3 separate regions of the Sus scrofa genome follow, and all the other regions are linked to region 2. A link is a contact called in public promoter capture Hi-C and targeted proximity ligation data. All regions are on one chromosome and are shown on one strand. The core of a region is the stretch at or near the end of the contact, and the rest is flanking DNA. Distances in the headings are between cores, read along the strand shown. Region 1 holds the start of C4H1orf162 (chromosome 4 open reading frame, human C1orf162). Region 2 holds the start of DDX20 (probable ATP-dependent RNA helicase DDX20). Region 3 holds the start of ADORA3 (adenosine A3 receptor).

The links. Promoter capture Hi-C pulls out the DNA fragments that hold promoters and counts their contacts.
Region 1: a targeted proximity ligation map of alveolar macrophages shows a contact between it and region 2. A contact is called at or near these places in 1 of 5 promoter capture datasets (liver), 9 of 47 Hi-C or Micro-C datasets (alveolar macrophages, embryonic fibroblasts, heart right ventricle and 5 more) and 2 of 2 datasets of targeted methods (alveolar macrophages and skeletal muscle).
Region 3: a contact with region 2 is called in a promoter capture Hi-C map of fetal liver, with 5 times the contacts expected there. A contact is called at or near these places in 5 of 5 promoter capture datasets (fetal liver, fetal skeletal muscle, liver and 1 more), 22 of 47 Hi-C or Micro-C datasets (alveolar macrophages, blood, brain and 15 more) and 2 of 2 datasets of targeted methods (alveolar macrophages and skeletal muscle).

What each region holds. Positions count from the first base shown.
Region 1 is chr4:108,879,419-108,883,006 of Sscrofa11.1, reverse strand. It overlaps C4H1orf162 (chromosome 4 open reading frame, human C1orf162), which reads left to right and starts at 1,411. Exons shown (of 6, transcript NM_001243390.1): 1 at 1,411-1,436.
Region 2 is chr4:108,635,051-108,638,769 of Sscrofa11.1, reverse strand. It overlaps DDX20 (probable ATP-dependent RNA helicase DDX20), which reads left to right and starts at 2,388. Exons shown (of 12, transcript XM_001928544.4): 1 at 2,388-2,439; 2 at 2,625-2,995; 3 at 3,672-3,719. The coding sequence starts at 2,674.
Region 3 is chr4:108,853,013-108,856,323 of Sscrofa11.1, reverse strand. ADORA3 (adenosine A3 receptor) reads right to left here and starts at 2,024. Exons shown (of 2, transcript NM_001243435.2): 1 at 1,352-2,024. The coding sequence starts at 1,701. All of the region lies in intron 2 of TMIGD3 (transmembrane and immunoglobulin domain containing 3), which reads right to left.

The sequences.
Region 1 (3,588 bases), core at 162-2,661, 250 kb before region 2:
CTCTGATTGGACCCCTAGCCTGGGAACTTCCATATGCCACAGGTGCAGCCCTAAAAAGCAAAAATAAATAAATAAATAAATAAAGATTTCAATAAACTATCTGTCTTGAATCTACCTATGAACTATTTTCTGCTCCTCACCCTTTACAGAGGGCCGACTCTTGAACCATGCTGATAACCCCGAAAGACATCCCCCGAAGCCTAGCAACCCGGCCTGGGCCTGGACCTCCTCACGCAGTCCCTCTCTTCTCCCCCATCCAAACCCTCTCCATGCTCCAGGCCCCTGCACAGAGTCTTGCCTGATTCCACCAGCTCTGCCAGCCGGTCCCTTCTTCCAGGCCTGCGAGGAGCTCTCTGCTCTGCCCGAAACTATCTATTCCAGATTCTCTGCTGGGCCAGCTCTTCCCTGTCCTCTGGTTCTCAGGATAACAGGCCTTCCCTGGTCATTGATTTTATCTAAAGACATTTGCCCATCATTTGGTCTCCAGCTTGGCTCTCTGCTTCTTTTCTTCGTGGTAACACAGCCTGCGATTAATCCGTTATTTTCTTGTTTATCATTTCTCTTCTCAATTAGACAGTGGGCCCCATGAAGAGCTTTCCTGCCTTCTCTCTGAAATAGCCACGGCACTTAGGCCACTTGCATGGCCCACTGTGTTTATTTAATGACTATTCTTATTAATATGATTTTATACATAAATGTTTATATGTAAATGATTCATTTTCCCTTTGAAGGAATCGTCATACTCTTAACACACTTAAAATCTCTACAGCTGGCACCTAACACTGTTTGCTCTTCAGCCTCATTTTCCTGCTCAGGAGAAGTGAAACCGTAGATACTTTTTTTTTTATGGCCACATCCTGTGGCATAGGGAGGTTCCCAGGTTAGGGGCCGAATCGCAGCTGTAGCCGCTGGCCTACACCACAGCCACAGCAACGCCAGATCCGAGCCGCATCTGTGACCTACACCACAGCTCATGGTAACACTGGATCCTTAACCCACTGAGCGAGGCCAGGGATCCAGCGTGCATTCTCATGGATGCCAGTCAGATTCGTTTCCACTGAGCCATGACGGGAACTCCAAACTGTAAGATACTTGATGACAGATAATGTGAGCCCTACCATACCTGGCATGGTGGTTATAGACTCAATACATACTTTATTAGAAATGAACTCATCCCCCTATGTTCTGGCATTCATGGGTCAAAAGATATAAAAGAAGCTCTCTGCTTATGGAGTTAAAATATATACAAACCGTATTGGCCACAAAGAGGAAGTATGCCCTGGAGTTGAAACAAGATCTTTGTGGCACAAAGCTTGGTGGCGGCAGTGGCAGTAATCACTCTTTCATCATTCTGCAAAATAAGGGTGGTGACAGAAGCAGCAAGTGAAAAGCTGGCTTAGACAATAACATCTTATGACCGGACTTTTTCTTCAAAGGTAACTATGTGTACCCCATACTTTTAATCTAGATGAAATAAATACCCAAAGAAAATGTTATCAAATTTTTAAGCAGTTTCTGTAACTTTTAACTTTATTTGGTGGGGGTGGGGGTGGGGGTGGGGGTGGGGGTGGGGGGAAGAGTTGCATCTGGACATCTAGAAGAGTTGCATTTAGTCAGTGGATTTCATGCCCAGCGGTAAGATTCTCCAGTGCTGGGAAAAAATGTGAAAAAGTAGATATAGCCCTCTTTCTACTTTAATTTATGCTTCTGTCAAATGTTTGGAGTATTTTCTGCTTTCCCTGGGGCCTGAATCTGTAAGTAGCCATTTCCCTGAGGCATCATGCGATGGCTTTGTCTTTTGGGGGGTGGGGGAGAAGGGAGGGCAGCTTTTGTTTCAGGGGGCTCTGCTGGCATTTCCTTGGGATGGTTGTAAATTCAGAGCCACTCATGAGAAAGTTAAGATTTTACTGAAACCTATGATCTGCTCCTCTCCCACCTCCCCAGTGATAACAGTCAGGTACAAATTCCCAGGGTAAGTTCATACAGGGTTTAGTGCAAACATGTATTTCAATATTTTAAAAATACTGCATAAATATTTCATGGTGTTCTGCAAAGAGCACCCTTGACTCTTAAATTAGAAAAGGAGCCAAACGTGCTAGAAAAATTGTTATCACTATCGAGTCTGCTGTGGATGGTGGACTTTCTATTCTCATGGCTCAGAATTCTAACCAAATGTCTCTGTTGGCGCCTTTCTTATTATCCTAGATTACACACTCTCTAAAAGTTTGTTTGATTGTAAGTCACTTAATAATGTTGCTGTTGCTGTTGTAACTGGTACGTGGCCATGAGGTGTCCTTCTTCAAACCCTCCCACATGTCCAAGGACTTAGAAGTTGATTCACTATTGAGAGCTGATACTGTTTACTCTTTAATCTCATTTCCCTGGTGAGAATAAATGAAACTGTGAGAGGCTTGATGACAAAGATAATGTAACCTAATGAAACACAAGTGATTGATAGCATTTATTGTCTAAATAAATCACCTTAAAATATAATCGATTTAGCAGAGCCAAAAATTCTTTGTCATGGGCTTGGCTAAGTATGAGGTAAAATTATAGCCTCCTAAAATTGTTTTATTATTTTTTAAAAAGTAGCAACAATTGTTATCAACAAGCAGAAACTGGCAAAGCAAGCGGCAGTGCGTAGCTATAACAGAAAGACCTATCCCCAATAAAAGACTTATAGAGATTTTCAGTGAGTTGGGAAAATGTTTATGATAAAAAGCTTAGTCTTTTTTTAAAGGCAAAATGAAGTAATTCAACTAGATTTTTTAAAAAATGCATGTAAGTATAATGAAGAGGAAATACACTAAAATAGGAAGAGTGGGTAGTGGGAGTTTGAGTGATTTAATCTTCTGCCTTTAAGTACTTACACATTTTAGTACAAACAAATAAAAGAAGGAAGCTTAACATGATAGAACCATAGCTTAGGAGTTTCTGTTGTGGCTCAGGAGTAATAAACCTGCCCAATAGCCATGAGGACGAGGGTTCGATCCCTGGCCTCGATCGGTGGGTTAAGGATCTGGTGTTGGCATGAGCTGTGGTTTAGGTCACAGATGAAATGGCTTAGACCCTGCATTGCTGTGGCTGTGATGCAGGCTGGCAGCTGCAGCTCCGATTGGACCCCTAGCCTGGGAACTTACACATGCCGCAGATGCGGCCCTAAAAACAACAACAAAAACAAAAAACAAAAAAAAAAGAAAAGAAAATAGAACCAGAGCTCAGATAAGGGCATGGTCACACTTGAAAAGATAATATGTAAATAAAATAGAAGTGTCTGATGATGCAGCCTTGAGGAAGGGCCCCAAGAGCAAGTGAGTCAGTTTATGCAGCCTGCCAACGAGAGGGAAGCAAATGCATCAGGCCTCGATGACCGTTTTAAAATCAGCTATTCTGCCTCTCTCCTTACTTCAGTGTTTACCAAGCGGAAGTGTGGTTTTAGTTGGCTTTCTCAAATGTTCTGACAGAATGCACAGGTTACACCAACATGTTCCTCATGTCATTCCAGTTCATACATTAGTCTCCTGTGAGTTGGTCAATGTGAGTCAGTTCTGGAGCAATCATTCCATTCTTGGCATCCTGATAAGATCA
Region 2 (3,719 bases), core at 1,139-3,638:
ACCAGATGCCCAACCCACTGAGCGAGGCCAGGGATTGAACCTGCATTCTCTTGGATACTAGTCTGGTTGGTAACCTGCTGAGCCACGATAGGAGCTCCCCTGTCTGTGTTTTTATTTACATTATGTTCCTTCCTTTCGGCTGCAGAAACCTCCATTGTGAAATGATTGCTTAGGACCACTTGAACCTGAAAATCCATTCTGAGTCTCTGTTTTACTCTGGCTTCTTCAGTTCATAGAAGCTTTCCCTCTTCTTGTTTCCAGGTGGACAGAACAGCAGAAAAAGAGGCTGGGGTCCCATTGTGATTTTATCCTGAGGGAGGCCGGGAGGCAGACAACAGTCCAACAGGTTTCTGTGTCTGTTACTCTCATGCTTTACCTGGTTCTTAAATGGTCTATAAAACCTTTATGTTTTAACTTTACAGCACTAAAAATTATGACCAACAACATGATTATAATTTTTAACCACTGAGGAAAAATTTCATTAATTTGTGTTTTTAGTTACGGCAATAGAATTCATCCCTAGTAACATTACTGCAATATTCGTGTCCATAAAACTGTAAACAACAAAAGCAATAACACAATGTCTATAAAACTATAAGTGTTCTTCTCTGGGAAAGTAGGGTTTTTCTCTTGGGATGAGAGCTGGCTTTTTCATGGGTGATTGGTATGAGTTCTACAGAACTATTGCTGGGAGCATGAAAATCCGGCTCCATAAAAATCAGTTTGAGCAAGAAAAGGTCCACTCTTCAAAGTTGATTAGGTCCACCAAGGGCCTGGTACTGGGCTGGAGGGCATAGGGCAATGAAATTTCCATCCTTTTGAAACTCGTAGCTTAGTGAGAAGGATGGAGATTTAAAGAAGTAAACAAAAGACAAATAAATAAATAAATAAATAAATAAAGAAGTAAACAGAACAAAGTAAGAGCTGGGCTGGAATCATTTATTGTGAGAAGTGGGAGCCTGGAACTAAAAAAAGGCTGTCAGAAGGAACAGGATCTGAAGCTGGACCCAAGCAACCTAAGATATCCACTGAAGAAAGATCACTCCAGCACCTGTGGGTGGGTGGCTGGGAGAGAAGAAACCCTGCCTGGGGGGGGGGGAATTATTCAGGAGGTTGTTGCAACAGTTACCATGATGAAGGGACCTAAGAATAGAACAGATGCTATGGAGACTGGAGAAAAGAAATGGATGAAATACTTGGAGGCAAAATTACCAGCCCTCGCGTAATTGTTAGGGGAAAGGGATAGTGGAGGGTGGAATATAGAGCAAGTCCCAGGTTTGGGATTTGGGGATTAGGTAGATGAGGAAAGTGGGGTACTTACTAAGAGAAAGTGTGGAAAGCCCACTCCCAACAGCCCTCCTTCTTTCATATGAACAGCTGACATTTTCTCAATGTTCTGTAAATTTCTAAGAAAAAATGCATCCTGAAGACCCCTTTCCAATGGATTGCCATGCCAAAGTCCCTCCTACACCCTTTGGAATCTGAATTGAGTGTGTGTGTGTGTGTGTGTCTCGGAGAAGGGAAGAATGAGACCAGTGAGAGAGAATGACCAGAATTATGGTATAAGGACAAAGGAAAAAGTTAGGGTTCGGTGCAGAATAACTTTAGATTTGGAACTGTGAAAAGGTTTGGTTCCAGAAATCCTTACACTTGGAGGACTTTGTTATCGGAGCTCGTTTATTCAGTAAATATCGAGCACCATGTCGGACTGGTTTTTTCTGATGAGAGATACTGCAGAGAACAAGAGAGAATAGGTCCCTGCCCTCATACAGTGGGGGAGACAGACAATAAACACAAATGACTTCAGCTAATGCTAAGTACCATGAAGAAAAATAAAGCAGAAGGGATCAGAGAGTAGGGGGAAACGCCAGGGAGCCGCCGGGATGGGGGAGCTATCTCAGGGTGTTTAGGAAAAGTCCTCTTTGACAAGGTGACATCTGAGCAGACTTAGGTAAAGACTGTTGTCATCCATGAGATGCCGGTGGGGAAAGGACAGAAGCTACACACAGAAAACGCTAAATCTGAGCTATCAGACATCGAATGGAGGTGTTGAGAAGGAGGTGGATGTAACAGGTCTGGAGTTGAGAGAGGCCTAAGGTGGAGATATGGATTTGGAAGTTGTCAGCACAATTTAATTTACTTCGATCAGACCTCACTGTGTGCCAGGGGCTGGGGCAGAGATGAGTACAGCGGCACGTGAGGAGGCTGCAAGTTGGGGCGGGCCAGGGATGGGGATCGGGAGGAATGGACGGCGGAGCCGAGGTCCGGGGGCGGGACCGTGACGCACTGGGCGCATCACAAAAGGCAGCATTGTGAGGCTGGCGACGGGGCGGTGCACGGCTGGGAGGACCCGCCCACAGAGGGCTGGGGGGGCGGGGCGGCGCTCCCACCGTGAGCGCGCGGCGCCCTCTGCAGGCCGCAGGCGGCGGCGTCACACAGGTAGCCTCAGTCTCCCTCTCCTCCCTTTTCCCGCCTTCCTCAGGCCACAGTTTTTCCTTGTAGCTGCTGTTTCCGAGTCTTTCTAAGCCTCCGACTTCCGTCCCTTGCCCCTCCTCTTCGAGGCCCGCCTGTCTGTGTCTTCGCGGGAAGACTGCCAATAAAGTTTTTCCTCTTCTCGCTCTCAGGCGCCTCGCCTCGCCCCCAAATACCGCGAGATCCGGCGGCGCGGCTCCCATGGCGGCGGCGACGACGGAAGCCCCAGCGGCCTTAGCGACCGTGGAGCCTGCGATGCCCGCGGAACCTGCGATGCCCGCGGAGCAGGTGGCCGGGCAGTTCTCGGCCTCAGAGCCAGCCTCCCTGCCCGTGCGGAGCCTTCGGACGGCTCACGACGTCGGCGGCCCGCGGACCCGCACCGGGGACGTGCTGTTGGCAGAGCCGGCGGACTTCGAGTCGCTGCTGCTGTCCCGGCCGGTGCTGGAGGGGCTGCGGGCGGCCGGATTCGAGCGACCGTCGCCCGTGCAGCTCAAGGCCATCCCTCTAGGGCGCTGCGGACTCGGTGAGGGCGGGGGCCCTGGAGGGCGGGAGGGAGGAAGGGGGGCAGCGGCGGCTGGGCCCGCGGCGAGGGCGGGGGACGCCCCACGCTCGCGAGCCTCAGTTTCTGCCTCTGTCAAACGGAGGCTCAGTCCTGAATTTGAAGGTGATTAAGGTCCATTGCACACCGACCAGTGGGTCTAGGCTTGAGAGGATAAACGGTAGTAAGGATCTCATCCTGGATTAGAGTAGGCCATAAATGCAATGACAAGAGTCCTTAGAAGAGAAGGGAGACGGAGAAGAGAGCCATGTGAAATGGAGGCGGAGATCGGAGTTAATGCGCTCCAAACCAAAAAATGTCTGGAGGCATCAAAAGCTGGAAGACACAAGGAAGGATTGAACCAGTGAACTTTTGGAGGGAAAGTGGCCCCGCTGTTTTCATACTTCTAGCCTCCAAAACTTTGAGGACATAAATTCCTGCTTTCTAGGCCAGAAGAAAAAAAATAAAAGAAATAAATGATAGAGGTCCAGAGAGGAAGCATGTGTCTGGATATGGCCTCATACCTTTTTTTAAGAGTTAACTTAAAACGAAGGTGCTAACGTTAGGTGATTCCTGGAGACCGTTCTAGTTCTGGGATTTCATGTTGGTACCTCATCTTCCGTCTGTCCTAGCTAGTGATAATTTTTTTTTTCCTCCTCAGATTTAATTGTTCAAGCTAAGTCTGGCACTGGGAAAACCTGTGTATTTT
Region 3 (3,311 bases), core at 775-3,274, 220 kb before region 2:
AGCACGTTGGCCTGCTGTGCACTGCTTGCCTGCTTGCTTCGCTTGACTGCTGTGCCGCTCTCCATAAATCAGACACTGCCCCTGCCCTCCTCCCCTCTCTATCTGTGTCTGCCCCTGCTTCTCTATTTGCACCACACTTGGTGTTTGCGTTAAGAGTCCGTGGAGTTGCCAAGGTCATGTTGAGGTGCTTCTAGGACCTTAAAAGACTCATCCAATCAAAAGTCACCATTTCTCCTTAAACCATTCTTCCTGACAACATTCTACACAGACTGCAAGAAGGAAACAGATTTTCCAGTACTATGGCCTCAGTAGACTTTCTCTCAATGAAATCTCATGACAAACGGGAGGTATTTTTATGATAATGTCCATTTGGTGGATGGTAATGGCACCACAGTAGTTAACCGCTACCATTGACTGAGTCTAGACTGTGTCCCGGGCATATTTCAAAGAGCTTTACCTGCATTGACTCACTTGATCTTATGAGGCAGGTGCAATTATCATCCTCATTTTATCATTGAAAAAAAAAAAAATGAAACAGACCAGCTAAGCAGCTTGTACAAGCTAAGAGTGGTGGAGCTAAAACTGGAAAGAGGTAAGTCTATGTTCAGAGCAGTTTGACCACTATGCTGAGGAAGTGAGGCAGAAAAAGGTGAATAACTGGCCCAAGATCAGACCTCAAGATCTGGGATTTGAAGCCAAGTCGGTGGCTTCCTCACCATGCACTTCCCACAAGAGAAGAGGAGAGACAGAGACCAGTGCAGCTCAGGACATCTGGGGAATTCGGTTTCTCTATCTGGCAGTCTGTTCTGTTCACATGGGCACACGAGAGGTTGTTACTACTTTCTGCCATGGAGAACTTTTTGGGCTCCATTCTCAACATGGAAGAGGAAGCAAAGTTAAGATAGGTTTAAAATAACCTACATTTGCAAAGAGCAAAACCATCAGTTTATCTCTTCTTCTTCTCTGTCTGCTTATCTTATCATCTGGTATGTTTCTGTCATTTCTAAAAATCAAGAGCATTTTTCACTATTTAAAGATGCATCAAGCTTTTATCATCCTTAGCCCCCCCACCCCCCTGGGATTCGAGCACTTCACTCCCATAGTTGGTGCGCGGGGTGGGGGTGGAGATGGGGGTGGTGCGGTCAGAGTGTCCTCTGCTTTCTAGTTCCTGAGCCTCAGCTCGTCCTTGCTAAACCCTCATCACACACCAAGCGGGGAGAAGAACCTCTTTCAAGCTCAGAGGCCAGTTTGGATTGGTTTCCACTCAAAAAGTCCAGGATCTGAACGTTGTAACCCCCTTCCCCAGGCACCCCTCGCACTGCTGCACGGCACCCCTCTTCAACCTAGTTACCTGACCGTGAGCTTGACCCGCAGGTATCGGTCCACGGCAATGGCTAGCAAGGACATGATGGAGGCGTGGGTGAAGATCAGCAGCAGGCAGGTCATGAGAAGGCAGCTATAAAAGTGGATCGTGACACCCAGGCTGACGACGATGGCCAAAGGCATGACCAGCACCCCAACAGCGATGTCAGCCAGGGCAAGGGAGACAATGAAATAGAAGGTGGTGGTCTTCAGGCTGGGGTTCAGCTTGACCACCCAGATGACCAGCACGTTGCCCACTATGGCGCAGAGCCCGATGAGAATCTCCACAGTGATGTAGGCCACACTGGCCAATGACACAGCAGTGCTGTTGACCAGCATCTTGCTCTCCAAGAGGAGCCTCCCAGGGGACAGATGTGCCCGCAGGATCCGCGTGGACCAGGGAGCCTAGCTCTTGCCCGACATCTTGCCAGAGTCCAGGGGCAGCAGCTGCAGTCCAGAACTCACCACTGGCCCATTCCTTCTCTGCGCTGGTGGAACCCCCTCTCTTGAAAGAGAGCCCATCACCGGGCCATCACTTCCAGCCCCGACATGGGCTACACGTCCCCGAGTTCCCAGAAGCCTGGAGGACAGTTCTGTGTGGGCCGAATGTGAAAGTGCCACGGCTCTCAGTTCCCCCACCTCCAGAGGGCTACTCGAGCTCCATCGAGATAAGCAGTGCTCTTCAGTGCTGTTTCAGGAAGTGAGATGGGCCAAGAGGAAGCCCAGAGCCAGGAGCCCTCGGCGAGAAGATGGAAAGAACGGGGTCGGGGTGGGGGGGGGATGTGTGTGGCATGAAGGAGGCTCAGCCTTCATTTACTCGGGGACCGGATAAGAATGTCACACTGGGTGGGAGAGGGGCTGGAGCACTGACTATGTCATGTTCTCGTTTTCTGCTAGCTTAGCAGAAAGATCCCGTGATAAGGACGTAAACAGAACATGCAGAGGAACAAGAAGTGGACATTGGTGGCAGGCTCTTAACCTCAGCCAGAATGGGCTGTTTCTGAGTGCAAGCTACAGACTGACAATCTGTGTCTACTCGAAGCTCACACGTTGAAATCTGCCCCTCAAGGTCAAGGCATTTGGAAGTGGGAGCTTTGGGAGGTTACAGGGTCATAAAAGGTCTTCATGAATGAGATTAGTGTCCCTTTAAGAGAGACCCACAGAGCTTTCTTGCCCCTTCCACCATCTATGTACAGGAAGTGGGCTCACACCAGACACGGGTTCTGCTGGGGACTTATCTTGGACTTCCCAACTTCCAGAGCTATAAGTAATAAATGTCTCTTGTTTCTAAGCCACTTAGTGTTGGGTATTTGGTTATATCAGCCCAGATGGATGACACAGTGCATAACGGCAAGTGCTGAGAATTCACCCACATGAATTGACCCTTCCCGGGGCACAGCTGGAACCCAGGCTTTGGATCAAAGATCTTTCGCCAAAGGGACAAATTAAGATGCCCTGTTTGGATGAGCAAAATGTGAACACCTCCCGTGAGCATCACATCTTTGGCGCCTCATCTCCCCTTCTCAGCCCACACACCCAGCACGCCCTCACGCTAGCAACCAGACCGTGTCAAAGCTATGTGAGGGACAAGAGGACAACAGGATGACCAGCCACACAGAAAGGAAGGAAGGGGCAACAGGTGCACATAATCGGGGCACACCTCCTGCCCTCCTGCCCCGAGCCCCGCCCTGCAGGAACAGCTGTCTGTCTGGGAATCTGACCCTCTCCCCGAAGCTGCTCACCTGGTCTCAACTGCTGGGAATGAGACCCTGGAATGCAGTTGTGTTGCAGGGTCCCTGAGGGTCACGTGCTTCTCAGTGCTGCCCCTCGAAGAGTTATTGAGAGAGACAGCCAAAGCAACAGTGGCACCCTAGCTCACACAGTGGACGGAAGAGTTTATAATATTGACGTTAAGCACCAATCTATGTACAGCCCAAAATAAAGTTTGA